Regions from separate parts of the Mus musculus genome. Here regions 2, 3, 4 and 5 are each linked to region 1. A link is a contact called in public HiChIP or PLAC-seq and promoter capture Hi-C data. All regions are on one chromosome and are shown on one strand. The core of a region is the stretch at or near the end of the contact, and the rest is flanking DNA. Distances in the headings are between cores, read along the strand shown. Region 1 holds the start of Shcbp1l (Shc SH2-domain binding protein 1-like). Region 2 overlaps Rgl1 (ral guanine nucleotide dissociation stimulator,-like 1). Region 3 overlaps Rgl1 (ral guanine nucleotide dissociation stimulator,-like 1). Region 4 overlaps Rgl1 (ral guanine nucleotide dissociation stimulator,-like 1). Region 5 overlaps Ncf2 (neutrophil cytosolic factor 2).

What was found. Promoter capture Hi-C pulls out the DNA fragments that hold promoters and counts their contacts. HiChIP or PLAC-seq counts read pairs in DNA pulled down with a chosen protein or histone mark.
Region 2: a promoter capture Hi-C map of hippocampal neurons shows a contact between it and region 1, with 5 times the contacts expected there. The contact joins the enhancer-like site here to the promoter of Shcbp1l in region 1. A contact is called at or near these places in 12 of 39 promoter capture datasets (the 3T3-L1 cell line, 3T3-L1-derived adipocytes, the C10 cell line and 5 more), 2 of 15 datasets of contacts at CTCF or cohesin (the NIH/3T3 cell line and stem cell-derived epiblast-like cells), 3 of 484 Hi-C or Micro-C datasets (all in embryonic stem cells) and 1 of 9 other capture datasets (embryonic stem cells).
Region 3: a FOXA1 HiChIP or PLAC-seq map of pancreatic cancer cells shows a contact between it and region 1. The contact joins the enhancer-like site here to the promoter of Shcbp1l in region 1. A contact is called at or near these places in 6 of 39 promoter capture datasets (the 3T3-L1 cell line, the C10 cell line, the HPC-7 cell line and 2 more) and 2 of 115 datasets of contacts at active chromatin or transcription factors (bone marrow-derived macrophages and pancreatic cancer cells).
Region 4: a contact with region 1 is called in a promoter capture Hi-C map of pre-B cells, with 4 times the contacts expected there. The contact joins the enhancer-like site here to the promoter of Shcbp1l in region 1. A contact is called at or near these places in 8 of 39 promoter capture datasets (the 3T3-L1 cell line, the C10 cell line, the HPC-7 cell line and 5 more) and 2 of 115 datasets of contacts at active chromatin or transcription factors (bone marrow-derived macrophages and embryonic stem cells).
Region 5: a contact with region 1 is called in a promoter capture Hi-C map of the HPC-7 cell line. The contact joins the enhancer-like site here to the promoter of Shcbp1l in region 1. A contact is called at or near these places in 13 of 39 promoter capture datasets (the 3T3-L1 cell line, 3T3-L1-derived adipocytes, the C10 cell line and 8 more), 1 of 484 Hi-C or Micro-C datasets (nephron progenitors), 3 of 115 datasets of contacts at active chromatin or transcription factors (embryonic forebrain, embryonic stem cells and neural tube) and 1 of 9 other capture datasets (embryonic stem cells).

Annotation. Positions count from the first base shown.
Region 1 is chr1:153,422,957-153,428,164 of GRCm38.p6, reverse strand. Shcbp1l (Shc SH2-domain binding protein 1-like) reads right to left here and starts at 2,956. Exons shown (of 10, transcript NM_001033162.2): 1 at 2,579-2,956. The coding sequence starts at 2,941.
Region 2 is chr1:152,522,693-152,527,900 of GRCm38.p6, reverse strand. It overlaps Rgl1 (ral guanine nucleotide dissociation stimulator,-like 1), which reads left to right. Exons shown (of 18, transcript NM_016846.4): 16 at 3,002-3,256. Among named protein-coding and RNA genes, the nearest start is that of Gm51749, 15 kb to the left of the region's middle. Within about 2 kb of position 2,465, at least 70 of the 459 cell types and tissues checked have an H3K27ac peak or open chromatin away from gene starts, as enhancers often do. A contact at or near this core is called in hippocampal neurons, where this site is marked.
Region 3 is chr1:152,583,632-152,588,839 of GRCm38.p6, reverse strand. Rgl1 (ral guanine nucleotide dissociation stimulator,-like 1) reads left to right here. Exons shown (of 18, transcript NM_016846.4): 3 at 2,225-2,433. Among named protein-coding and RNA genes, the nearest start is that of Rgl1, 39 kb to the left of the region's middle. Within about 2 kb of position 3,254, at least 30 of the 459 cell types and tissues checked have an H3K27ac peak or open chromatin away from gene starts, as enhancers often do. A contact at or near this core is called in the HPC-7 cell line and pancreatic cancer cells, where this site is marked.
Region 4 is chr1:152,601,571-152,606,778 of GRCm38.p6, reverse strand. The region is part of intron 2 of Rgl1 (ral guanine nucleotide dissociation stimulator,-like 1); the gene reads left to right. Among named protein-coding and RNA genes, the nearest start is that of Rgl1, 21 kb to the left of the region's middle. Within about 2 kb of position 2,723, at least 18 of the 459 cell types and tissues checked have an H3K27ac peak or open chromatin away from gene starts, as enhancers often do. A contact at or near this core is called in pre-B cells, where this site is marked.
Region 5 is chr1:152,835,193-152,840,400 of GRCm38.p6, reverse strand. Ncf2 (neutrophil cytosolic factor 2) reads right to left here. Exons shown (of 16, transcript NM_010877.5): 15 at 5,197-5,208; 16 at 3,411-4,399. The coding sequence ends at 4,287. Smg7 (Smg-7 homolog, nonsense mediated mRNA decay factor (C. elegans)) reads left to right here. Exons shown (of 23, transcript NM_001160256.1): 21 at 1-99; 22 at 221-366; 23 at 1,016-3,406. The coding sequence ends at 1,129. Among named protein-coding and RNA genes, the nearest start is that of Ncf2, 38 kb to the right of the region's middle. Within about 2 kb of position 2,185, at least 35 of the 459 cell types and tissues checked have an H3K27ac peak or open chromatin away from gene starts, as enhancers often do. A contact at or near this core is called in the HPC-7 cell line and stem cell-derived epiblast-like cells, where this site is marked.

The sequences.
Region 1 (5,208 bases), core at 1,707-4,206:
TACCTGAAAATATAACCAATATTGCCTTAAACAGCGAAAAAAATCTAAAAAACATCATATATTTTAAACTAAAACTATACTTAACAGTATAGTTAACAGTAACTCATAAGTGTGAAAAAAAATAAGGAGATCTTTTCACTCATGCCACATCTCCAGGTAGCTTATTAATCCACCGGGCAGAAGGAGTGTGATCTTGGAAATCACAACAGCAGTTTTAACACACATAGGAATGTTTGATGAACTTTAAAAAAAATGGCATTGACTCCTTAAAACGTTCGGACTCAGGCCTTCCATCCCAGCACGGAGGAGGTCCACTCAGAACTGGGGTCTGAGACCAGAATCCAATACAAAGTGAATTCAAGGACAGCCTGGACTGCATGAGGCTGGCTCAAAAACCAGCCAAACAAAACATTCAACACATAAAAAGTTAAACTGCATTCTATTTTATAAAACAAGAAGTGTATTAAACACTCAGTAAATATCTGCCCACTTGACTTTTAAATTTAAAGTCAGACACACATAAAGGGTAAGTAATCTAAACTGTTATGAAATTCACTAGACTATACTCAATGATGGAATAATCAATACAAATATTTCCACAGATTTTTAGCAGGCATGGCCTCCAATCCTCAATATCTGACTAAAAACAGGCCATTTACACAGTCTGAGTTTTATAGAGGATGTTTTTTAAATTAAAAATGTTTCCTGTCTCTAAGATAAGCAAAACTTATGAGAAACACAAGAAAGACATGATCATCATGGTGGGGACATCTGTGGCTCCACCTCTCCAGGGACAGAGGCAGGAGGCCATCACTAGCTAAAGGCTAGGCTGGACTACTTAATGAGCTTCAGGCAGCCAGGGCTTCATAGTGAGAGACTTTCAAAAATCAAAAGGGGAAAAGAGAAGGAGGAGAAGGAAGAGGAGGAAGAAGAAGAGGAAGAAGAGGAGGAGGAAGAGGAGGAGGAGGAGACAGAAAATGCAAAAGCAACAATTTAAAATCAGCCCTACCCTGGCGAGAGTGAGCACTGCTGACCTCATGCCCTGTTTCCGTTCAGTCATTTTTCTCTGTGTCTATTCACCCACCCACCTATCATGCCCACCTCCAAGCTTCTTGCTTTTTAACCTAAGTAGCACGAATGTACAACTGCATAGTTTTCCACTGTGTGAAGCCATGAAGTTCTTTGTGGGTTATTTTTGTTTGACACAGGATGTTGCTGGGTAGCCCACACTAGCCTCAAACTCAGGGCGATCCTCCTGCCTGAACTTCCTAAGTGCTGGGATTGCAGGGGTGTACCATGATGCCTGCCTCATTGTAGTTCTCTATGGCTCTATCCTTTCTTCCTTTCTCCAGGAGTGCAGGAACTGCGTTTGGTACTGGGACTCAAATACTTCAAGCACTCTGCCACTTGATCTAGAATTCCAGCTATTTCTTTACTATTGAAACAAAAATCTCACTATTGAGACTGACCTAGGTTAACCTTAAACTCACAATTCTCGGGCTCCAGCATCCTCCCAAGTACTGGGATGGGCAGGTGGATTATTGTGAGTTCTGGCCCAACCTGGTCTACAAAAGACAAACAAGGCATGAGTCACCATGCTCAGCCAATTTTTATACCCATCGCTGCAACGAATATACTTGTACACAAATTCTTTTGCTATACTTTAAATAAAATGCAGTATTAAAATGTATGCTATTTGTTCTGTTTGGTGGGGTTTTTTTGTTGTTGTTGTTGTTTGTTTTTTGTTTTTTTTGAGACAGGGTTTCTCTGTGTAGCCTTGGCTGTCCTGGAACTCTCTGTAGACCAGGCTGGCCTTGAACTCAGAGATCTGCCTGCCTCTGCCTCTCGAGTGCTGGGATTAAAGGCGTGTGCCACCCTGTTTGGTGTTATCAGGCTCTTTCCATGCAAAACACCTGTCTACATCGTGACTTGCTGACTGGGAACCATTCTGGGGACATCTTACGCCTGTTTTTATGTGCATCCGTGTATTCACACCACCCTTGCACCTGATGCCTGGGAAGGCTCAGGAGAGGATCTGGGATCCCTTGAAACAGGAGTGTCGGATGGATGGGAGTCACCTTGTGGGTTCTGGGACAGGAAAATTGACCCCTCTACTAGAACAGCAAATGTTCTTAACCAAGGAGCTGTCTCTCTAGCTGCCATTTTCACAATTCCAACGTAATATTAGCTTTATGTTTGGGCCTAATATGAAGATGTATTAAAAACTAGGGTGTGTTAACAACGAGACGTGTGGACACTAGGGTGTGTGGACACCGAGCTCTGTGTATTTGAGTGGACAGTAAGATGTATGCCCAGACTGTGACGAGCGCTTCACGGCCTCATCTTTTAGGAGGTGTCATTTTAGCTGACAATTTTGTATAACGGGTTAGTCAAGTCCTCTAGGGCAGGAGCTGAGGGTCTGGGCAACGACTAAGGTGGCCAAGGTGGCATTCTGTACCCCTTGACTCCAAAAGACTGATTTTTTCCCCCAAAAGACTGTTTTGAAGGGACAGATTTGCTTTCCCTGCTGTGGGAAAGACCCAAACCTCCCGGAGCTGGCCCCTCTGCAGCTTCGCACCTTCGAGCCCTGTAGCACCTGGTCGCAGTACAGAGCCACCTTCTCGCTGCGCCACATGCCCCTCATGGGGGATGCGTAGATCGGTGGCAGGGGCTGCGCTTCCTCCTGGTCCTCAGGCACCGCGGGCACGGGCTCCTCGTCACATGTTTCGGCTTGGGTGACCGGTGGGAGCTGGAGCCGTCGCCGTGCCGCCTTGCCCTTCACGGGGCGCGGGGAGGCCACTACCGAGCGCACGGGGGACATGAAGCCCCTGGTGGGCGCGGCCACCGAGTCCCGGAGGGTGGCTAAGACAGTCTGCTCCGCTGGCGAGCTGTCACTCCCGACCGAGGCCTTGGGCTCTGAGGTCGTGGCATCCGACTCCATGTTCGCGCCGCAGCCGTTGGCCGCCTTCCCCTCGTGGGACCACGCAGCCTGTGCGCGCTCCGCGGGCGAGCACATGCGTGGGCGGGAAATGAAGGCAGGTGCGGGGGCGGTGGGAGCACGCTGCGCAGAGGCGGGGATAGGGGCGGGGTCCTGCCTCTGACCCCGCCCATTGATCCTTGGAATCGCCTAATGGCAGAACCTAGGAGCTCGTTGGTCCCCACCCATCCACCCTTAAGTCCTGAAACATTTCAGGGCCAGGCAAGCTACGAAGTCCCTAGGTAGCCAAGGATGACCTTGAATTTCTGATTCTCCTGCCTCTCCCTCTCAAGTGCTGGGTTCACAGGCCCGCCCCACTCAATGGGGCGGTTCATTACCTGCTAGACAAGCACTCTACCGATTGAATCAGACCCCCTCCCCCCAGCCAAAGGAAACATACTTTTATTCTAGGAAGCATTTGTGACTGGGACCAGCTGGTTATTACCAGAGAAAACTGCGGATAGATGTAGGCACCCGGGATCACCTTTCCACGCGGATCTCAGTTTAGGCGTCCCTTCATATCATAAACAAATTGCTCTGTGTGTGTGTGTGTGTGTGTGTGTGTGTGTGTGTGTGTGTGTGTGTGTGTGTGTGTGTGTGTGTGAAGATGTGATTAAGTCAATGGGTCAAATTAGTCTGTGGAGCTGCTCAGAATTCTCCCTGATGGGTGTTTACAGTACTGCAACCCTTATCAACACGTATTTCAGCGGTGGCGACGGTGAGTAAGCGCATTTTCCTAAATGTTGCTCACGGCCTTTGATGAGCATCAGGACTCCAGTTCCCGGTATGTGAGACTGCTTGTGTATTGAGCCCGTTGGAATACCGTCTGTTTACTCTATCTGGACTCTGTGCTGGGCGCACAGCCCCCGAGCTGAGGTGACTTGGGAAAACACCTGCCTTCCCTCTCGCTCACTTGGAAGGACACTGTGTGAAGTTGTGAGTTTATTTTGAAGGAGACATTCCCGTTTGTATCGTGTTACTGTAGTGCAGAAAACAATTAGGACTTCAATTATTCTGTATTCACACTTCACTGTATTTGTCTGGAGTCTGTGACCTTCTTTAAAATGGTGCCATTATAACCACCCAAGACCACCCATTCGAATAAAATCTATTACAGGGCTGGTTTTCTCTTCTTTTAATTCATTACCTCGCGTGTGTGTGTGTGTGTGTGTGTGTGTGTGCAGTCCATGCTTGCCTGGTGTGTTGTGTAGACTGAGCCTCAAGCTTGCAGGGCCCTTCATCTGCCTCCCAGGCACTATGGTGATAGGCACCCACTGCCACCCTCTGCTTACTCTTGTTATTTTGTTTTAAATGCTTTCCTCTTCCTTTCTTTGAAAAAATAATTATTTTATTAGTATTAGTTTAGCCCTTAAGTTTAGAGTAAAAAAAAAAAAATCCTGTGAGCTAGTTCAAAGTGTTTAAATTTCAAACACAGCACTAGTTTTTGTTTCTTCCGGAAACAAACAGATGTTTCATAGGAACTACTAAGTGCCAGACAGGCACTGTGTAGATGCCAAAGGCATACAGATGAAAGACACAAGGCCTGCCTACCCTAAGCAAAGTGTAGGCAACAGCATGTGTAAAGACTATGATTATTACATACATATTTCAAAGCCATACTATGTTGGGGCTGGAGAAATGGCTCAGCAGTTAAGAGGACTCATTGCTCTTCCAGAGGTCCAGGGTTTGATTCCCAGAACTCACATGGTGGCTCCTGTTCCAGAGAATCGGATGCTTTTGTGCCCCCTGTGGGTACTGCACACATATGCTACATATACATACACACATGCAGGCAAAACACTCATGCACATAAAGTAAAATAAATAAATATAAACAAAAAATCCAAAGCATGGAAGAAAACAATCTCCTTCTTGACAGAGTAATCAATATTTAACCTGAGTCTTTTTAAAAATAGCTTTTAGTGCTGGGCAGTGGTGGTGCACACCTTTAATCCCAGCACTCAGGAGGGAGAAGCAGGCAGATTTCTGAGTTCGAGGCCAGCCTGGTCTAAAAAGAGAGTTCCAGGACAGCCGGGGCTGTACAGTGAAACCCTGTCTCAAAGAAAACAAACAAGCAAACCCCCAAAACAAGCAAACAAACAAACAAACAAACAAAAAACCCTTTTATAGCTGGGATAGATTAATCCCAGCTCTTGAGAGGCAGAGGTAGGAGGGTCTCTGGGTTCAAGGCCAGTCAGGGCCACAAAGTGGGACTCTTAAATGTTTTAAATT
Region 2 (5,208 bases), core at 1,216-3,715, 900 kb after region 1:
CTCAGTGACGTAGAACAACCTCCATGTTTCTTGGGGACTGGCTACTTTGGGCCCTACACCACAGTTTTAACCCAAGCCTGTTTCCGTTATCTGTCATTTATTTTTCTGGAGTAATTGACTTTCCAAAACATCCTCTTAGCATGCTGAAACATATGAAGAAGAGGGGAAGAAGCCCAGCCCTGTAAGATACACACAGGGAGAGCCCTTTCTTGGCCATACCTATCAACATTCCATTGCTTAAAGCAGTCATGTGGTCCAATCCAACATAAATAACTGAATCAGGGAGATACGATCTAGCTTCAATGGGAGGAACCATGAAACAATTCACAGGGCAGAGGGCGCAGTTTGCAGCAGGGTGAGGATTTGATAATGGTGATACAGTGAACCACAGCGGAAATAGCAAGCTGTACGCACGGATACTGGAATCCTCATCCAGTCCCTTTCTCATGGCTGCACAAATAAGTAAGAGAAAATATCTCCTTCAGTCCCCTTACTGGTCAAGGAGCTTGGCTCAGAGATCAGCTCTGCCATGACAGCAATCCACAGCATCTTGGGGAGAGTTTTGGCCACCTTGTTCTGTCATTTCTTCTGGCCTCTTGGTTTGGGTTCACACCAGTGAGAGAGAGTACAGGTGACAGGCTCTGTCTTCTGCCTTGTAGGGGGCACTGGTGTTGCTTTGCATGATGTCCTTAGCAGTCACACCAGTCTGAGACCCTTCAAGTGTCCCCAAATCATAATTATATGCCCCAGTACAGGGGAACGCCAGGGCCAAGAAGTGGGAGTGGGTGGGTAGGGGAGCAGGGGGGTGGGGTTTAGGGGACTTTCGGGATAGCATTTGAAATGTAAATGAAGAAAATAGCTAATAAAAAAAAGAGAAAAAAGAAAGGTATTTTAGGACTCAGCAGCTAGAGGTGACCCAACCACTCTCAAATTCCTCAGACAGCTAACATCTGACTATTGTCTCAAAAGTCATGTGTCCTAAACCCAGTATGTTGTCATTCCCCATGCCTTGGCATCAGCTGGATCCAGAGGAGATAGCTCAGTGACAACGCACTTGCCACGCAAATATAAGTCCCTGAGTTGAGATTCCTCCAAAGTACAAAAAGCCAGGCGTGTATGTCCACCTGGAGTCCCAGAGCCACTGCCGTAAGGGGAGGCAGAGACAGGCGCTCCCCGCAAGGCTCCTTCTCCCTTCTTCCTTCTTCCACGCCTCTCTCTTGCTCGCCCTCGTGAGGTTGTTCTCTTTAGAAGTAAAGTGTAATATGCATTCCTCCTTCTTCGTGCGCCTGATCATCACTTATAAACAGTTACCTTTATGCTTGTTCCACACCACTTATATCCTTGTGAGGATAGTCTCTATAACTCGTGTGAGCTCACCATCCTAACGCATTACCCCCTCAACTATAAGTGTTATTAGCATCACGGAAAGCCCAAGGGAAATAGGACGGTGAAAGTGAAAACATTCAAGCAGCATTTGGAGAACTGACCTTCCTGGCTAATAGACTTGCAGGCAAGATAACGCTGTTAAAATTATCCACCCTGAGTAAGTGCTCAAGCTGAGTCACATGGGCACAGAAGGAGAATTCCAAACAGCAGCAGCACATGGCTAACCGATATCATGGCAGTCCTACTGTAGACACTACATATTAGAGTTGGCATTGCGGTTTGCTGGCCATAATAGAACACCCCTGCTGTGGAATTGTCCTTAACATAGGATGCCATCGGACGAAGCAGCCCTGAAAAACTACAGATAACATAGGCCCTATTTTTTTAGAAGCCACATTATCAGAAAGCTAAATTCCTTGATCTGTATCTGTGGAATGGTAGATTATATAGAAATTAATAATGAGTTTTATAGGATTATTATAATATAATCCAGTTTAACTCATTCCGAATATCACACACACACACACTTTTCTGTAACAATTGATATTTAAATGGTTCAGCTTAATGGTTTTATGTCAGGAATACATCCCGGTGAGTTTAAAGCATCTCTTTGTCTGGTGATTAATATCAGTTGAATTTTAAATATTCAGTCACTTAGAGAAGCACATTACTGCAGCCGTACATCTCTCAAATGGCCTCGATGTAGATTGTGAAAGTGTATCTTGCTGGTCTTACCAGTGATTGTTAAAGAGATACTCAAAGGCTGCGTTGTCCAGGCAAGTGATCTGTTTTGCTGAGTCGTGCTCTCAGCATTGTTATGATGCTGTTTTTAGGGTGCCCCTCCCTCCCCCTGCCCTGCAAGGCAGCTGTGACCCAAGTGAGAAAGATAAATGAAAACTCATTAACAGTCTCACAGCACTAAAGGTTTCAAGGCTGTAGCACAAGTCAGCTAACTCATCATAGCTGCAGATGGCTTGGTGCTTGCTGTGCCCCTGCTGTGTGAACACCACAGCAAAGGGGCTGGAGAGCTCTGGTCCTGGTAGGAGTGAGACTGTGTAGGTGGACCTGGGGCCCCGTGTTTTCTCTGGGCCTCCAGCTTCTCTACTTGGCAAAGGGGTCAGGTGATCTCTGAGGCCCTCTCAGCAGAACTACACAAGCAGTAGTCCTTATCTTAGATGCTTCTAAACATGAAGACATTTGTCTCCTACTACAAAATCTGGATGTGAAGTAGTGGGGACAGAATGTTCTCCATGGCCACATTGAGAACTGTTGGGGGTGAGAAGAGGATGGCTTCCCAGCTTCTGTAAGCTCAGCCTGTACGGCCTTTAAATTCTGGTATCTGCTGCCATCTCGTGGTTAGCCTTCATACGGACAACTAAAACCAGGCCATCAAAGGTCCACTGTGCCTTTCTTAGATTCAGAATGATTAGTTCCCAGTGAGTCACTGATCGTCACATGAGCCCACGGGGTGTGTGTGTGTGTGTGTGTGTGTGTGTGTGTACCAGAGACATGAGATATTGAGGAGGAAACAACCAGTCTCTGTATCTACTTCTGTTTTGAAACGTGAAGCATGTTTGGTCCAGGCTCCAATGGCTTTGTTTTCTGATTCTTCCAGCTCTCTGAATCCTCCTCTTCCTGTTCCTCCATCCATTCCATGGACACGAATTCCTCAGGGATGTCGTCCCTAATCAACCCCCTGTCCTCCCCTCCAACGTGCAACAACAATCCTAAAATCCACAAGCGCTCCGTCTCCGTGACATCCATTACCTCCACAGTACTGCCTCCTGTTTACAATCAGCAGAACGAAGACACCTGCATCATCCGCATCAGTGTAGAAGACAACAATGGCAACATGTACAAGAGCATCATGGTAAGGGGCCGTCCTGCCTGGAGGGTCAGTCAGCTGTTCGGACACACATTTCTCATACCTGTCTGCACGTGCACACAAGACTAGCATGGAAAATAGCAGCGTCTTCCTGGGCGCAGATTAGTGGTATGCTTATCTAGTGGCACATGTGCATATAGGACATAGTTTTGACATTTTATGAATTGTTCATGCAATTTGGGGTCCTGTTTCACGATGCTCAGTGTGGGTGGGACAGTAGTCCAGGGCGGGTGCCTTGCTTCACACGCCTTCTTGGAACTCTTCCTACGATTGCACTGTCTACTAAATTAACACGCCTTCTCAGTAGTGTAGTTCCTGGTGACTCAGCTTTCTCCCTAAGCCATCTGGACCAAGCCGAGCTCCTGAAGTGGGTGATTATGGCGGAGGTGCAGTTTGGGTAGGAAGTAGCTACAGTTCAGCAGTAAATGGGATTGAGTCTCATGTGCTTCTTACACAAACGGCATCAGACAAGGAAAACTCCAAAGCTACTTCTGATGATGGCCGTCTTTCTTAAATACACACCCAGCCTTTCATGCTGATAACCTTAACTGCGTAAAGTCAACTTGTGGTAGGTGATGAAATTCCTTAGTCAGCAGGGCCCGTCATCGACTAAAAAGAAGAGAAAAAAGAAAAAGAAAAGAGAAATCTCTGTAGTAAAATCTGCACTAAATTTCATGTCTTCATTTGCCTCCCAGCATAGACCTAGGTGGGGTGGAGTCATTGTTCTTTAACCTTTGCGGAACCATTCATTGAATACAGTAATTATTGAAGATGGGTTCTTGCTAGTTCTTGCCCCGAGCTTTGAGGAGAGAGAGAAGAGTAAGACTCAGTGATCTTTGAAGAACTTGGAATGGAAGAGAGAGGCCATATACTAAATGATATTCTAACAGAAGCCAGACCAGATTGGAAATGGTCTAGTGTCCTCCTTGGGGGACTTTGTGTTAATTGTTCAGGCAGTTAGGTCTCACTGAAGGCATCAAGTTAAGAAATGATCAGGTTTGTTTGTTAGGGGCATAACTAGCCTTGTGGAGACACGAAGCTTGAGGTGGGACGAGCACTGTGGGTGGGAAGCGAGCCAAGGAAGCTGCTCCCATCTTTCGAGCCGGAGATGATAAGGGCTGGAGACGGAAGAGCCATTCATCCTGTTATCAGCCTTTGATAACCGTTGTGCCGGGTAAGGAAGAGGGAGGATTTCTATAGAAGAGGGAGGACCCACGGCCATCTGGCAGCCAGTGGCTGGTGAAACTACTAGAGGACGAGGTCTCAGGGTCTTTAGAATTGGGACATCCACATGACATTGTTTAATAGATTGCCAGAAACACGGGTGGTGCAGGGTTGGTGTTGCGTGTCTTTCAGCCCCATTGAGTGGGAATGAGTGTGGAGGAATGAGACCCAGTTCAGCATCTTAAGGGAGTAGCTAACAAAGATGCACTGGAGAAACAGCAGCCCAAGGGAGCCTGGCTCATCAATAGTAGTTGTGTGCTTCTGTTATATATGCCAGCCAGAGAGATAGGGGCCACCTACATGACCACAGCATCTGGAAGCAGAATACAAATGTATGCACCCAGCCGTTAATGCTGTGTGCCATGCCCACGGCAGCATGCTCTGCTCTGCCAGGAGAAAGCCTAGCATGTAGGAGACATCTTAGGTCGAATGCGCTATCCTGGTCTTGGGAAGGTATAAATAGATGAGTCCCCAGACTATTCCTTCCTTGGAATAGGGCCTGCCTTTGGGAGAACACTCCCTGTCCCTGTCTCTTCCTGGGACCCTTTATGTTGCACAGTGTGAAATATTTTCCTCCTTTAAAATTTTGTGTGCACCAGTTCTTTCCTTTGAAGTATATAAGCCAGATGTTTTAGTATTAGGTACATTCACGAAGCCCTTATTGCTGCTTATTGAATCACAAACACCAGCTGCCATGAGGGTCAGAGGGAGGC
Region 3 (5,208 bases), core at 2,005-4,504, 840 kb after region 1:
TTAGCATTATATTTTATATTGTCTTCGCTTAGGTTTTTCTTGCTAAGTATAAAGTGGTAAACATGAAGTATGTTTTCAGTGCATTGCAGTTCATTGCTAGATTTTGTAAGATGCTCATAGAATAAAAGGAAACGGCCCTGGAAAGGCTGCATGTCATACCTGCTTGCTAGAGTTTAACATCATGTGTGGACACACTGAAGGCAAAGAAAGTCAGCAGTAAAGAAATGTCTGTAGTCTCTGAAGGTACCACAGCACCGTCTCTTAAAACAAAACAACCGAGTGTTTACAGTACCCACTCGAAGCGGTGCAGCGCATAGTGTTTACAAATATAATTAGAGTTCGAGACCACAGTCTTTCACTCTTTGTTTCTGCTTTAGTTGGAAGTTCTGGGGACAGATGGACACTGTGGCTCCGCTTGTTGAAAAGCCAGCACAGAGAGAGGAGAGCACCTAGACCGTGCGCAGAGCCAACAGTCCTAAGAGCCCTACAGAAAAGCTCCTGTTTTTCCTGCCTCAGACCTATGTCCTTGGAAAATTATTATAATTTATTATAATTTTTACATTTTTATTTATGTGTATGTATTTGTGTGTGTGATGTACACATGTGTGTCACATGTGTGTTTATGCCTATGGAGGCTAGAGCCTGAGTTCCAGGCAGTTGTGAGCTGCGAGCTGCCTGACATGGGTTCTGGGAACTGAAATTGAGTCTTCAGGGAGAGCAGAAAGCATGAACTGCTAAACAATCTTTCCAGCCACCTCCTTAGAAAATTAAAAAATTAAGTAAGAAACAAAGCCATGCACCTCATACACTGTGGTCCTCGCATCAGTTCCTATCAGCAGCTAGACATGGTGACACTAAGCTATTCTAACCTAAAAGTGGATGCCACCATGTGGGTCTTTCTGGGTTAATTTTCTTCTTGCAGTTTAACTTCTGACAGGGCCAGAACTCAGTAGTCACAACTGTCATTATTGGAGATTCATATGCTGTCACTCTGATTTCTGTATGTATATATTTCAATTTAGGACTTTAGGCAGTCAGTATTGAGTAATTCAATTTATAGTGAGATGAATTGCCTGGTAGTTTTTTGCACCAATGAGAATCTATGCAGCATTGAGACTAATTATTTGCTTTGGAAACAGATTTATTGCAGAGCTCTTCTTGGTAGGTCAGTTTCCTTAGCATCCATGAAGGAGTTCAACTTGGAAAACCACATCTGCATGTAATTTGCAGGGTGCAGATTTACTCAGAATGCAAGGCACACCCTTATTTTTCTGCAGTTTGATTCTCTCCCCTCAGCCTTGATTTTCAAGCCTTTCCCATTTTATCACCAATCTTTCCACGTTGTGGTTTACGTGTGTTAATGTATAGTGATATCGACTGATAACTCTAGGTTTGCTTTCCTGTGCTAGCTTTCTCAGACGTACTTATTCTCCGGTGTTTGCAGATTTCCCGAGAGCAGGGCTGTGTACCCGCCACACTTTCCGTTGCTCCCTGGGATAAGCCTCAGGCTTTGCAGCGCAGGTGGTTCTCGCCCAGATCCCTTGGTTGCTGGAGGTATGAAAGTAGACTCATCGCTGTCTGTGCACTGACGGCTGTCAGATCATAGGGAACCATGGAGAACAGACTTCTTCCATTGCTAATTTTTTCAGGCTGTGACCATAATACCATCTGGCTCACGTAAACCCTATGCTGTGTGTGTATAATATATATGAATATGTGTGTATGTATATGTTGTATATGTAAATGTGTATATGTGGGTGTGGGTGTGTGTGTATAAATTTGGAACAATCATATTTCCAGAACTATTATGGATCGACTCTTCTGGCATACCATGGTAGGCACCGTTTTTAAAAATGAGATTGAAAACATACCTTTAACAGTACAAAGAACATCAGATAGTGGACAATTTGCTAAACTCCATTCGGTGACAGACAACGTCTTTGATAAAGTATTGCCATCACCCTTGCTGTCACCAGTGATGTAAGGAGAAGCCATTGTATTGCTGCAAAGCAAGAATCTTTCTTTCTTCAGAAAGAATGGGACGCTACCTCCACACACTTGCTACACGGCCTCCCTTCTGCCACACTGAGTTCACAGAAGCCCACACTGCCTTCCAGGACTTTCAGCTGCATGAGAGAAGACTGAAATGCTGACCATTTCAGTGTTTTCAGTTTTACATCAGGGAGTGATGCCATCTGATGCTAATAATGAATCTGTCCCATAGGTTGAAGGGGACCAGCTGCCTCCAGGACACACAGTCAGTCAGTACGAGACCTGCAAGATCAGGACCATCAAAGCTGGTACGCTGGAGAAGCTTGTGGAGAACCTGCTGACGGCTTTTGGGGACAATGACTTTACCTACATCAGCATCTTTTTGTCGACATACAGAGGCTTTGCCTCGACTAAGGAAGTGCTGGAGCTGCTGCTGGACAGGTACGATCTAAGGGCGGATGTCGAGGAGAACCTAAGGGTGTGGCTCTGAATCAAGGGCACTTGGGAGTCTGGGAAGGAGGAAGAAGGAGAGATGAACTGGAAAAGCCAACCTTTGGAATGAGTGGCATACAGAATGTCAACTCTGTGGTCTATTTCTAGGGTAAAGAAATCCCTCTTAGAACGTTCGTAAAGGCTGGATATGGTGGCACATGCTTCTAATCTTGGTATTGGAGAAGCTGAGCCAGCTTGGACCTCATAGCAGTGCTTTGTCTCAGAAGCAAAAGCAAAAACAAAGAAAAACTAAGCAATAACCTGTAAAAAAAAATGAACAAAAGAATTAAAAGTAGGTTTTATAAACATAGATTCAACTATTTATAAATTTCAATATCTGTTTGCTACTCTTAATTTCACATTTGATACAGATTAATTTTTAATTTCTTTACAAGTACTCATCCAGCTAGGACTCTCCTTGTTCTGGGGACTGAATGTGCTCACACATATGAAGTATGGAGCTCCGTTCTAGATCTGTAGGATCCAGATGAGTGGAGGCTCTGGCAGTGGCAGTCGGGGCTGTCAACAATCACTGCGGAGTCAGTGCTTATGGCCGTGTGCCTGAGTGATGTCTGTGCTCCTCAGCAGCGTATGCTGTGACTCATGTAGGACAGTCTTTGTTTCCCCTTTACCTTTGTTTTATTTATAGGAAAACTTAGGCACTTTGTAAACATACTGTTATATTGACTTAGTCCTGGGACAAAGAAAACTGTCAGCCAAACAATTGTTTTAGAATCCTGAGACTCTCACTCAGGTCCTTGTGGTCTGAGGTTTCCTGCCTAAGGAAGGAAGTGGGATCCAGTGCTTTTGTTAGGCTTATTTTGCCCGTGCGTGTGTGTGTGTGTGTGTGTGTGTGTTTATTTAATTTTAAAGGAATACACAATCATGTTGAAAATGTTAAAAATTCCTTTATGATGGCAAGTATGAAAAGAAATACTAAAGTTTTCTCAAATTGCTGTCTTACTCAAGGAACACTTTAGGTTTTAAAATATAAATTTCATATATACATGAAAAAGCTTTGTATATTTACATTCTTAATATACAGTGCACCGTATATATTGTCTTTATAGACTTATTTGTCAGAAGAGTTTATTAAGTACGTTGTAAGACAGCCCCAGGCTCGGCAGTAGTGACAGCCCTGCCTGCCTCTATAGATTCACAGCGCATACATGACACAATGAGATCAGTCAGAGTGACCGAGTGACCTATTTTATTTGTACACACTGATCCACCTTGGAGATATGTGGGCTCATTCAGTGACTCGGCATTTGTAAAAGGCTCATGACAGTGGCTGCCATATTTAAAGTACAGGAAATGTCCGTTGTTAGTTCCAAATAAGCACATGTGGGTAGGGTTTCTAGCTTCTCTTCTAGTGCCTTTCTAGTACTTACGGAGTTGATAATTTCATGGGCAAAGAATTAAGCACTTTTTAGTTTTTCAAATTGTTTTGAGAAATCTGTGAGAACAGAACCAACCACAAGGGTCGTCTTTATACATAGGCAAGCTTTCTGAGATTCCTAAAGTGTAATTTCACGGAAGAGTAACTACACCAGGATATAGGAATTTAGGAGCCTGCCATCTGCGCCTCCAGAAGGTTCCACCAGCCATACTGCTGTTCTGAGCACTCCCTACCACAGCCCCCCACCCCCACCCCCAGTTCCCGATGTTCTGTCTCCTCCCCTGAGCTGTCTTTACCTGATCTGTCCATTGAAAAATGGTTCCGTGACTCGAACTTCTCATGTTTATGAGTAGTGTTTGGTGTTTCAGAAGCCACACCATTAGTTGGGTGTGAACTCCTCCCATCCTATACTCTTTTCCTTTGAACTACTTTAATCTAATTATTAGTCGTCAAATTATAATTCTTTGTATATTAAAGAAATTTGATTTTTTGCTTATAATTATATTGGGAATATTTTTCCTAATTTGTTCTTAGATTTTAAAGTCTGTTCCTTAAGAATTGGTATTTAACTATTTTATGAAATATTTCTGTCTTCAGAAAGGCTTTGAATAAAGACCTTTCTATTCCAGGTTAAGGCTATTGACAAGAGTAGTGTTTGTCAGCTTTCTGTCCCCGTGACACAGACCTGACAGAATCAACTTATGCCAGGAGAGGGTTGATTTGGGACCCACAGTGTTGGAGGTTTCAGCCTGTGATAGATTGGCCACAGGTCACTGTACGATGGTGGGAGTGTACTGTGGAGCGAAGCTGCTTGCCTCTGAGTACGGAGTGAAGAGAAGGAGGCTGAGCCTCTCCTCTCTCCTCCTGAGGGGACTGAGGACGGCCAAGTGGAATGCCATGTAAAGGCCCCACCACCTGCGCTAACCCCACCCTGGGCATCGGGTTTTAACACAGAGACACTTTGGGGGCACAAGCTCCTAAACACTGGATCTGTGTTTTTATGGGTGCACATGCAGAGAAATTATTGGCTCAGTGTTTATATTTAGGGTCACTCATAAAGCATATATTCTTTATGGCACACTGATCTGCCCACAGTGTCCTGTGCTATGGCGTAAAGATGTGTCATTTTCTGCATGACAGTACTTGACAAAATATTAAGCCTGGAATAGTAAGTTTGGTGGGTCTTTTTTTTTTTTTAAATATCACAGTTCTTATGTAATAGTTCATTTGTGCAAGTAGAAATTGGAGAATTAATGAAATTTCTCTTTTCAGTACTTCATAGCTGTAAAAAAGATGGAGCCTGGTAATTGTTGGCAGTCAGTATT
Region 4 (5,208 bases), core at 1,474-3,973, 820 kb after region 1:
CATTATTTGCAAACCAGTTCTGTAGTTTTGGCCCGGGCATGGGCACAGCAGCCTATCGTTTGTGGTCTCTGCCTGGTCATTCACATGTGTTTGTGTCCCTTGCTTGCTGCCACACTGAGACACCCGTGGACTAGGCTTCTCTTCCATTCATCAGTGTTGGGAGCACTTCTGCCAAGGCTCTCAGTGCCTCCCGTCTCCAGAGATGTGAAATGACTTACAGGGCTAAGTGCTGTTCTTCTCCATCTGTTCCTCTCCAGCTCCAGTTTCTCCTTCGCTGTGTTGGTCTCTCTTTCCAGCTCTAAGGCCTTGTACTTGATAGAGAAGATAGACGCCAAGATAGGGTTGAGCAGTTCTGCTTTCTTGCATTATCAGTCCAAATGACCCCACCTATCAGCTGTGGGCCACACCCTTCCTTATTCTTGCTCTTAGAATAGTGGAAGAAAGCCCTTTTGCCGGCTTTATGCTTTTCACAGTGCTCATTATCTGTTAACATTATGACTATTAATGTTCATGATTCTGTGTCTGGGGTGCACACTACTCTAAGCAAGACCTTCCTTCATTGAATTTTAAAAAGCCTTTTAAATGAGTTAATTTATTCTGTGTGTTTGGGCATTGCTTACATGTCTGCCTGTGCACTATTTGCGTGTGCCTGGGATTGGAGGAGCCAGAAGAGGATGTTGGATCCCCTGGAACAGAATTCCAGGTGGCTGTGAGCCATTGTCTGGGTTCTGAGATTTCAATCAGGGTCCTGGTTAAGAGCACTGGCTCTGGATAATCACTGTATTAAGTTTTTTGTTTGTTTGTTTGTTTTACTTAAACTTTTTTTACTCCAAAGAAAGAACATGAGAACAGGTTAGCTTTTCTATATTTATTTATGCTTATAACATTTGTACTAACAAATTTTGGCAATCTATACTAATGTGTTTATAGATACACATAATGTATTTTGGTCATTTACACACACACACACACACACACACACACACACTTAAAAGCTAAACACTAGGGGCTGTGAAGATGGCTCAATTCAGTATACTTCAGTGAGAAACCCTGACCCAATATTACGTAATGGAGAAGGTCAAGGAAGACACTTGACATCAACTGTGGGCTTTCATGTGCACATGCACACTGACTTCATACTTGTAAATATGCACACACACGCACACGCATGCACACATACAAATAGATAAGGTGGAAAATAATTGAGGAAGATACTTGCCATTGACTTCAATCTTCCACCTCCCTACACACATGTACCTGTGCATAAACACACACACATACACACACCAACATGTATGTACACAAACAAGCAAAAATAAATAAGAAAATCTTGATGCTAATGCAAGGGTTTCTGGAATAGACACTTCCTCGGCTAGACCAGGAGAGTAGCATTCTTTATTTTATTTTAGTTTTTGGTTTTTCGAGACAGGGTTTCTCTGTATAGTCCTGGCTGTCCTGGAACTCACTTTATAGACCAGGTTGGCCTCGAACTCAGAAATCCGCCTGCCTCTGCCTCCCGAGTGCTGGGATTAAAGGTGTGCGCCACCACGCCCAGCTTGAGAGTAGCATTCTTGATGATTTCCATGCCAGCTCTTACTATAAGCACAGGTGTGTGTGTGTGTGTGTGTTTGTGTGTGTGTTCATTCATTCCCGAAGGAGCAGATTTGAGAAGAGTGGGTTTAGAGGTTGACTCATCGCAACAACTGGACATCCTAGGGGCAGGCTGTGGTCACATGTCCCGTTAGGGGGCTTTCTCTGTTAAGGGCAATCCTTCCCTACCTTAGAGTCCTTTTACCCACTTTGCCTCATTTTCCCTGAGAGCCATCACCAGTGCCTTCCCTTCTTCATTTGCTTGCTCACTCTTATGGCTTTTCACTTTCCTCCATTGGTCTCCAGATTCCAGAGGTCGTAGGGTCCGTTCTTCCCCTCACCCAGCGCTATAGACGATGGAAAGATGGAAGATACGAGTATCTGTTGGATGAATGTGTGCAAGGAAAAGATGATGGTTAAATTCCACGGAAAGAATGAGAAAAGCATATGAGACTGTTTAGTTTTGGAATAAGCACATTTATCTATGTCAGAGGCACATAGCACAGCCCTGGTCACAATTGGCGGCCTACTGGGCTGTGAATGAAAGGCAAAATCACACTCAGTATATTCTACTTTTGAAGGCAGAAAAAGAGTATTTTTGAAACATTTCCATCAAAAGAAATGAAACTTTTAAAACACTGGTGTTTGAAGGGCTCACCCCTTGGGAAAATGACTGCTTACCACAGATTGAATTCCCCCGTTGCACAATTTGAAAGCCACTTCTTTTTAACATCTGTTTTGTTCCTCAGCCTTATTCACACCCTGAACAACTTCTTCCTAGATTTTTAAAAAAAGATACGCTTCCCTGCTTACCTCCGAGCTCTGTATCCAGAAGGCGTGGGAGTGGCTCTGAGCTGCATAGGGCAAGGGTGCTGAGCAGCCCTGCGGAGCCCTGGGCTCCTGGCCTCTGCATGTGATGTGGCCCATTTGTGCTTCTCAGGTCTTTTTTGGAAAAATGAATTGATAAGTGTTCCTAAGTGTCTACAGAGGGTCTATCGAGTCACACAAGTAGATTTGAAAAATGCTATGATCTCCTCCATTAAGTCTTTGCTAAAAGCATAGGTCTTTCGTAGATGAGTGGCTCTTCTCTGTGCCTGTTACCCTTGTGCATGGTTGGCTCCTAAACTTTAAAAATACAACCTTCTTATTTTTGTTCTTTCTTTTCCTGTTGTTATTTGCGTGGGGGCACAACAGCCATGATTTCCCTGGTTGAACAGAATCTCAGCTTTATAACCTTAAAAGCAAGGGCAACTTTTGAATGTGAAGGGAGGGCCTCCCGCCTTGATTAGAAAGACAGAGCCGTGTGCCGTTTGGTAATGGGGAGTCACACAGCTCTGTTGGTTACATAATGGAATGGTCACTCAGCGCAGATACTGGAATCCATCACCCGGGACCATTGTGTCCCTCACAGAGACAGTGCCCTCTTTGTGCGCAGCACGTCAGCAGCTTGTGGTTATTAGCTTAGCTGTTAACTTAAATCGCATTCCTGGAAAGGAAAAGGCTGCAGCTTTCTTCTCTCTCTCTCTCTCTCTCTCTCTCTCTCTCTCTCTCTCTCTCTCTCTCTCTCTCTCGGAGGGGAGGATGCCTATTTGAAAATCCAAACATATAATTACTGCTGGCCACATGGCCATTACACTTCTTTGACAAGACAACTTGTGTTTTGTTAAATCTAGACAGTTGTAATTTCCCACAGTCCCATGATCTCTGTCATATTAATTTGATCTAAATATTTGAGGGGGAAATGAAAGGGTTTGGGGGGTCAAACTTGGTCAAATACATTTGACACCTAAAGAATTAAAACCTTACCTTGAAATGTTGGTAACATAGGACAGTTATTTCATAGTTTGCCCTACAATGGTGCTTTGGTTTGGATAGAGTTCTCCAGGGCTTGGTCTTAGGTTGCTGGTGTTTGGAGGTGACATAGAACCTTTAAGATGTACAGGTCATTGGTAGAGCCTCCCTTAGCGTTAAGGTCTCAGGATTCCCCAGGTTCTTATGTGAGTGACCCACTGCAAGAGCCATCCTGTCTCTCAGAGTCACTCCTGCTTCCTGTTTGGAGGTGATTCTTGCCAGTGTGTTGGCATCTTTCCTCCAAGGTCCTCACTAGAGCTGAGCTGATATGGTCACCTCCACCAACCTCTGATGTCCAGAACTGTGAGCTAAATACAGATCTCTTCCTTACGAGGTTAGCCTGCCTTTGCCATTTTGTTATGATAATAAAAAACTAGCTGGGGACCTGGCGAGATGGCTCAGAGGGTAAGAGCACTGACTGCTCTTCTGAAGGTCCTGAGTTCAAATCCCACAACCACATGGTAGCTCTCACAACCACCCATGAGATCTGACATCCTCTTCTGGTGCGTCTGAAGGCAGCTACAGTGTACTTATGTATAATAATAAATAAATCTTTGGACCGGAGTGAGCAGGGACCAAGCGAGTAGGGCCAACCAGAGCAAGTGGGGATGACCAGAGTGAGCAGAGGTCCTAAAAAATTCAATTCCCATCAACCACATGAAGGCTCACAACCATCTGTACAACTATAGTGTACCCACATACATTAAATAAATAAATAAATAAATAAAATAAATCTTAAAAAAAAAATCTAGCCGATGGATGCAGATGCTGTTTTTCCCTCCCCATCCTCACGAGGGGAAGTTTGTATAGGATTGAATTTGTGCTTCATTTACAGCATCAGCCTTCATGGAGTGGGTGGGCTCTTGGTGTCTGCCATGTGCACTCGTGAGTGTCAGGAGAGGTCAGCACAGGAGAGCACTGACCTTGCCAGTATCATTCCTCTAAATGGAGTTGCTGTGAGGTTCTGATGCGAGTGTGGACAGAGGAAGTCTCTGAAAAGGCCACACAAATAAAAGTAGTAATATCATCTCTGGGATTTACCAGTCAGATGCAAGCCTGCGTGCCGTCTCATCTGCTCCAGTGGGGAACAATTCAAAGCAAATGTATACATCTGCTCTGCGTGAAACTGCTGTCAAGCGATGACTAGAAAGAAAACAAATTGGCGCCTTGTTCTAGGTGAAGAAGAAAGAGGGGTGGAGGAGAGAGGGGGAGTGCAGAAAGTCTAGAAGTTGAGAAGGAGATTTCTCAGCTTCCCTCGATATTGGTTTCTCTTTCTTCTTCCTTAGAGTTCACTTAGGCCTGGCGCCGAGATCCCTGAGTAATGCTTGTTCTAGTGAAGTGGGCCGAAGCCCACAGCCTCAGTTGCAACATTTGGGTATAGTGGGAGGTAGGTGTGCACATAGCCTGCCATTTACACCCATTAGCACCCACGATGGCCCTTACACTAGAGTGTGGTCCACAGTTTGAGGTGCTTTGCTCCTGTTACCTCTTGTCTTCTCACAGCCCCCTCTCAGTTGTTTACAGTTCACCCTCCCTGCAGACTCTACAGTATAGACCCGTCTGATGGTGACACACTCGTGTTTGTATTCAGTGCTCATCCGGGCATACTCGCCGGCTTATAGCCCAAACATGATTGGTTTAAGATCAGAGTCCTCCTGGCCCACATTTTAGAAGGAGATGTTTTAGTGAAGTATTGTTTCAGTTATGAAAACTTACTACAAACTCTGAGACCTCACACAGCCTTCCAAGTGTAGAACCTGGCTGGGT
Region 5 (5,208 bases), core at 936-3,435, 590 kb after region 1:
ATAACCATAATTCTGCTCCATTCTCTAATTTTGGACCCATTGGGACTCCAGATAACAGGGATAGGCGGCCTGCAGATAGGTGGAAAACTGATAAACCAGGTGAGATCCACATTTCTTTATCTACAAGGCAAAGGGGGGTGGCTTGCTCTGATTTTTGCCTGAAGTTTGATATTTGCCACTTACAAAACATTTTGTATTCTTACCTATTGTTATCTCTTAGCCATGGGTGGTTTTGGTGTTGATTATCTCTCAGCAACGTCATCATCTGAGAGCAGTTGGCATCAGGCTAGCACTCCGAGTGGCACCTGGACAGGCCACGGCCCCTCCATGGAGGATTCCTCTGCTGTCCTCATGGAAAGCCTAAAGGTGAGTGCTCACGTGGCTCCTGCTGCAGCAGTGTCTCTGCTTTTATCCCGGATTGAGAGGCGTCTTGAGTGTGTTGTCAGGGCATCCAAAATGCTAGAGCATTTAGTTTCATCCTAATGTTAAATCCTGTTAAGTTTGAGTTTAGCCTTATTTGACTTATTAAATGAGTATGTAAGCTGGGCGTGGTGGCGCAGGCCTTTAATCTCAGCACTTGGAAGGCAGAGGCAGGCGGATTTCTCAGTTCGAGGCCAGCCTGGTCTACAATGTTTTGTTTGCTGGAAACCTTATATTAAACTTACTGTCATGCCATATGAACTTGACTTAAAACATAGTTGATTTGACTTAAAACATAGTTTGGGCTGGACATGTTGGTGCATGTAATTCCAAAAGAGTGGTCGGAGTAGGAGGAATAACCTTGGCTTGGGGTTTAAAAAGTTGTATTCCACTGTTCATAGTGTCAAAATTATCTTAGTTAGGAACTGTCTAGTCTTGAGAGTTCCATGACTTTTAATAGAGCTGAGTTGATTGGCATTTAGAGTGGATTTAAAGGACAAATTTGTCTTTATGGGTGGCTGAGATTTAAAACAAATCCCTGTCAGACAGCCAAAGCATTTGCCTTCTGCTGACAAGTTTTGGGGCTGTTTTTCAGTCTATCTGGTCCAGTTCCATGATGCATCCTGGGCCCTCCGCTCTGGAGCAGTTGTTAATGCAGCAGAAGCAGAAACAGCAGCGGGGACAAGGTGCCATGAACCCTCCACACTGAGGCCACAGGAGCAACCCAGGGAATGAAGGCTCCATAAACCATGGCATGTTGGGTTTGCAGGACTGACCCACACAGTCTCTGCAGGTGGCAGCTCTCTTGTCTGTTTCTTGCTGTCGAGAGGGTGTAAGTGTTCCACCAGCCCGCTGAGTGTGCACGAAATGTTCGCAGTGCAACAAAAAGAAAAAACCATCAGGAACTCTCGTTCCCCCGGGGCTTTCCGGAGGGAGAGAGGAGCTGCTGTTTGTCCCACTCGGTTACTGATAGCACGCCTCTCACCTTCTCCACCGCGCATGTCCCCAACACGTGGGAAGTGGAAGCTGAGAAGGGAAGGCAGATGGGAGAAACCAATAGGAACTTCTCAGTCCTTTTTTCCTCTTTGGGGAATAAAATAGGAATCCATTATGAGTGCTTTGCTGACTGAGAATGTAGTTGAAATTATTCTTAAACATCTTTTATTATTACTCTCAGTAGCAAAATATCACACTGAATTCTTCCATACACAGGCGTATTTCTAGTCAGTGTGGAGCAAAGACAGTCCCGTTTGCTGCTCCTGTGAGAGGTCAGTGGTGACAGGACAGGGAACTGACCTCTTAAGCCAGTGGGAGTGTTTCATAGGGAGGGTACAAGGCCTCTTAGAAGGTTCTGGGAGAGGCCTTCCTCCAGCCTGGAAACTCCAGCAGGAAATGCCCTTCACTCTGTAGGTGCTCGAGCCCCAATAGAGGATGCAGTGTGGGTAGTGCTGCTGGCCTAGACCAGCAGATGGCTGCTGTACGATTTCAAATTCATGTGGTGGATTCCTACACTTTACAGTAGCGTAGCAAGCAGTCTCAGAAGGCAGGCTAGTTCATTCACGGCCTGGAACCCATTTTAATAGGTGGATGCTTTCAGTGTGGTTCTTTTTGTTGAGTTGGTTTTTGTGTCCCCATCCTGCTTCCCAGCCTCTTGCATCAGTCTCCACCCTTTAGCCATATGCTGTACCGTAGTCATTGTTTTCTTCCTACCGTGTACAACATCTCACCACGAAACAGCAGCATGGGGCCAGCACTTGGGGCCCAAAAGCCTGAAGTCTGAAGAGGAAGGAAGCGGCAGTGCAAGCGTCACTGCAGAGGAGCCGGGCTATGCCCAGTCACAGCTCCTGGCCTTCACCTCGAGGATGAAGTTGAAGGCCACAGAGACAGATGCACACTGTGCACAGAAGAAAACACAGCAGATGCCACTTTGGAGAGGGCAAGAGAAAGGAATAAACTCTATTTGATAATTTATATTAGGAGGAAAGAGGACTGAAGATGTTCTGTGTAGGAACAGAAGAACGGACAGCATTTCTGTTAGTCATTTCCTGGAAAAGTAATATTTTAATGGGAAATTATGGAAACAATCTAAATGTCCAATTGCTGTGCTAGGGTAGGGATTATTTTCTGGGAGGTGTGTGTGTGTGTGCGCGCGTGTGTGTCCCACACATGGCTTTCTACTCTCCCAGAGGGCAAGGGCTAAGTGTGGGAAATAGTGTGGAGCTTAGCTGAAGGACAGCTGTAGAGCAAAGCACATCCAGGAGCCCCAGGTGTCACTGGGGTCTGGGCAGCCCCGAAATGAGATGGGGTAAGGTATTGCTCATTGCTCTTCAGAAAGAGTGCTTGAAGCCCCAGGCTTACTCTATTGCTCTTTTAGTTTGACATGGTATTTGGATTTTTTTTCTTTTTTCTTTTTTTTTTTGTTTTTTTGTTTTTTTGTTTTGTTTTTTGGGTTTTGGTTTTTGTTTTGTTTTGTTTTTGAAAGGTCTGAAAGTGAAACCCTTCACTAAATGGCAAAAGAAACTGTCTGTGCTGCTCCAGTCCCTCCCTGTGTCCATCTTTGTCCTCTCCCTGTCCCTTCCCTGCTACCTTCACCCAGTTTGTGTATGTAAGCTCTGCATTCAGACAGCTGCAGCATTCCGAGGTTGGAAATGTCACTGATTCTTGCACCTTAGACCAGCCAACAGGTTTACCAGTTCCCTCCCTGCAGTACCCACTTCCCAGCTATAGCCCCAGTCTGCATGAGAATTTGGTGTTTGGAATGTTTATGACTCTCTCGGCGGGGTTCCTCGCCTTGCCATCCTCACTGTGGGGTAATGAAGAAGGGGAGGAGAATCTTCATCAACTGGTTTTGTGTAATAAACTTTCGTGTTTTGTTTTGATTTGATTTGATTTGGGGTTGTTTTTCCCCCCTGTCTGTCTGTCTGTGCAAGATCTGCAGCTGCTGAAATCAGCTTTGCCTTTAATTAAACCGTGTTCTCTCCAAGCAGATCGGTGTGTAGAGGATTTATTCTACCTTAAAGGATATAGCAGTAAAAATACAGCTTAGAACTTCAACTGCTCACTTGTCAGCAAGAAACAAAAATGGCCACAACTGGGTAGGCTTGGGGATGGGTTTTGCTTTTCTTAGCATCCAGTGACTTGTTCTAGAAATGCTAGCTTAAAATGTCTGCCATAGCTGGACAGTGGTGGCGCATGCCTTTAATCCCAGCACTTGGGAGGCAGAGGCATCCTCTGGCCTATAAAAGCCATTGAATCTGATGAAAGCCAACAGTGATGGCTGTGATCTGGGGGGTGGTTGATTTCTCTTCCTGTTTGTCCATCTGAGGGACAGAAAGGGCTGTCATTCTAAGAGTTCCATTCTCCTTGGGACTGGATGGTGTGCTTCATGGGAACCTGATTCAATCTGCCTTTTCTTTAATGCAGCTTAAGTTTTTTAATGAGTTGTCTGTGTGTACCTTCAGGATTACATATAAATTTGCTTTAAGCTTCTGGAACCCAAGCAATTAATAAAGGAAGAACCCTTTATTAATTATTTTTCCACTGAACTGTTGGACTTGGACACTGGGTGTCCTGTTTTCCCAGCAGAAAGGTGTGCCCATTGGTGTGCAGCTCTGGGAATTCTTAAGTACATTCACGTAGCCAGCACACACACAAACCTTCATTTCCTTTGCAGAAAATTTGTCTCCCCCTCCTCCATCTGTAAGAAAATCTTCTGAGTTGTCATATTGCTGTGTGACAGGTTCAATTTTAATAGGGAAATGGTAAGTTAGGCCACATTTCCAAACTGGTGTGTCTGTATAGCGCACAGCAGAGATGGGTAAGTCTTGCAAGGGGAAAAACAACACTTTGCTTCAGCTTTGTAGATCCTAGACTTCTCTGGGAATGCCTTCCAAATTCTTGGCTGCACATCCTTCAACAAAAGCCTTCGGGAAAATGCCAACTTTCCCTTTACACTCCCCTTCCAGCCATTCTTCATTCACTGATAAAAAGCAAAATATACACTGATTACTAAAAACGGGAAAGATTGTACCATCGTGAGTGGTCCATTGACCCTATTAGTCATCCCCTGTTCCCATTTATGGTAGCAAAATAACTGGAAAGTAATTTGAATATTAGACTTACCATCTAACGGGGTTCTGTTGTGGATGCAATAAATACACAGTAAAATGTAGAATGAATAAGACTGAACATGAAGCCTCAGGTCAGAATTGTTTTTAAGAAGTAGTTTTATCTGAGCTCTGCTAGAATTCATTTTGATAACATGAAAGGGCATGGTGGTAAGCGCCATAAGGTTCATCAAGGCCTTAAAAATTGGAGCTAGTGATAGGTTTAGTACATTTGTAAAAACTATGCATTATAATAGCTATTTTAGGCTTTTAATGAAATGAATGGTGGCCACACCCAGATTTTCACAAGAATGGTACCCTTCCTGCCCATGTTACCCTGTAATCCCTAGGTTCCTAATAGTCAGGTAAGTCACTGACAATTGGCTGCCTCTGCAGCAGAATGGACCTCCCCTTCTCTCTGGAAAGTACTTGATGGGTTCTAGCAGAGACAGAATAGTTCCAGCCAGTTACATTCTGGAACAGTCAGTATGTTGTCATCATTTTGTGCCTAGTAAAGTCAAGGACAGGAGAAAGCCACGCATTTGCTTTTGCCTCCTCTTACCAAAATCTAGGAAGAGATTAGCTAAGAGTTGGTGTTTTCCTTTGTCTGCCCTTTGGTTTTGCTGATACATGCATGCCTCTGGTTCTGTGGCCTTGGGGTAGCACTTACCATGTGACAGTA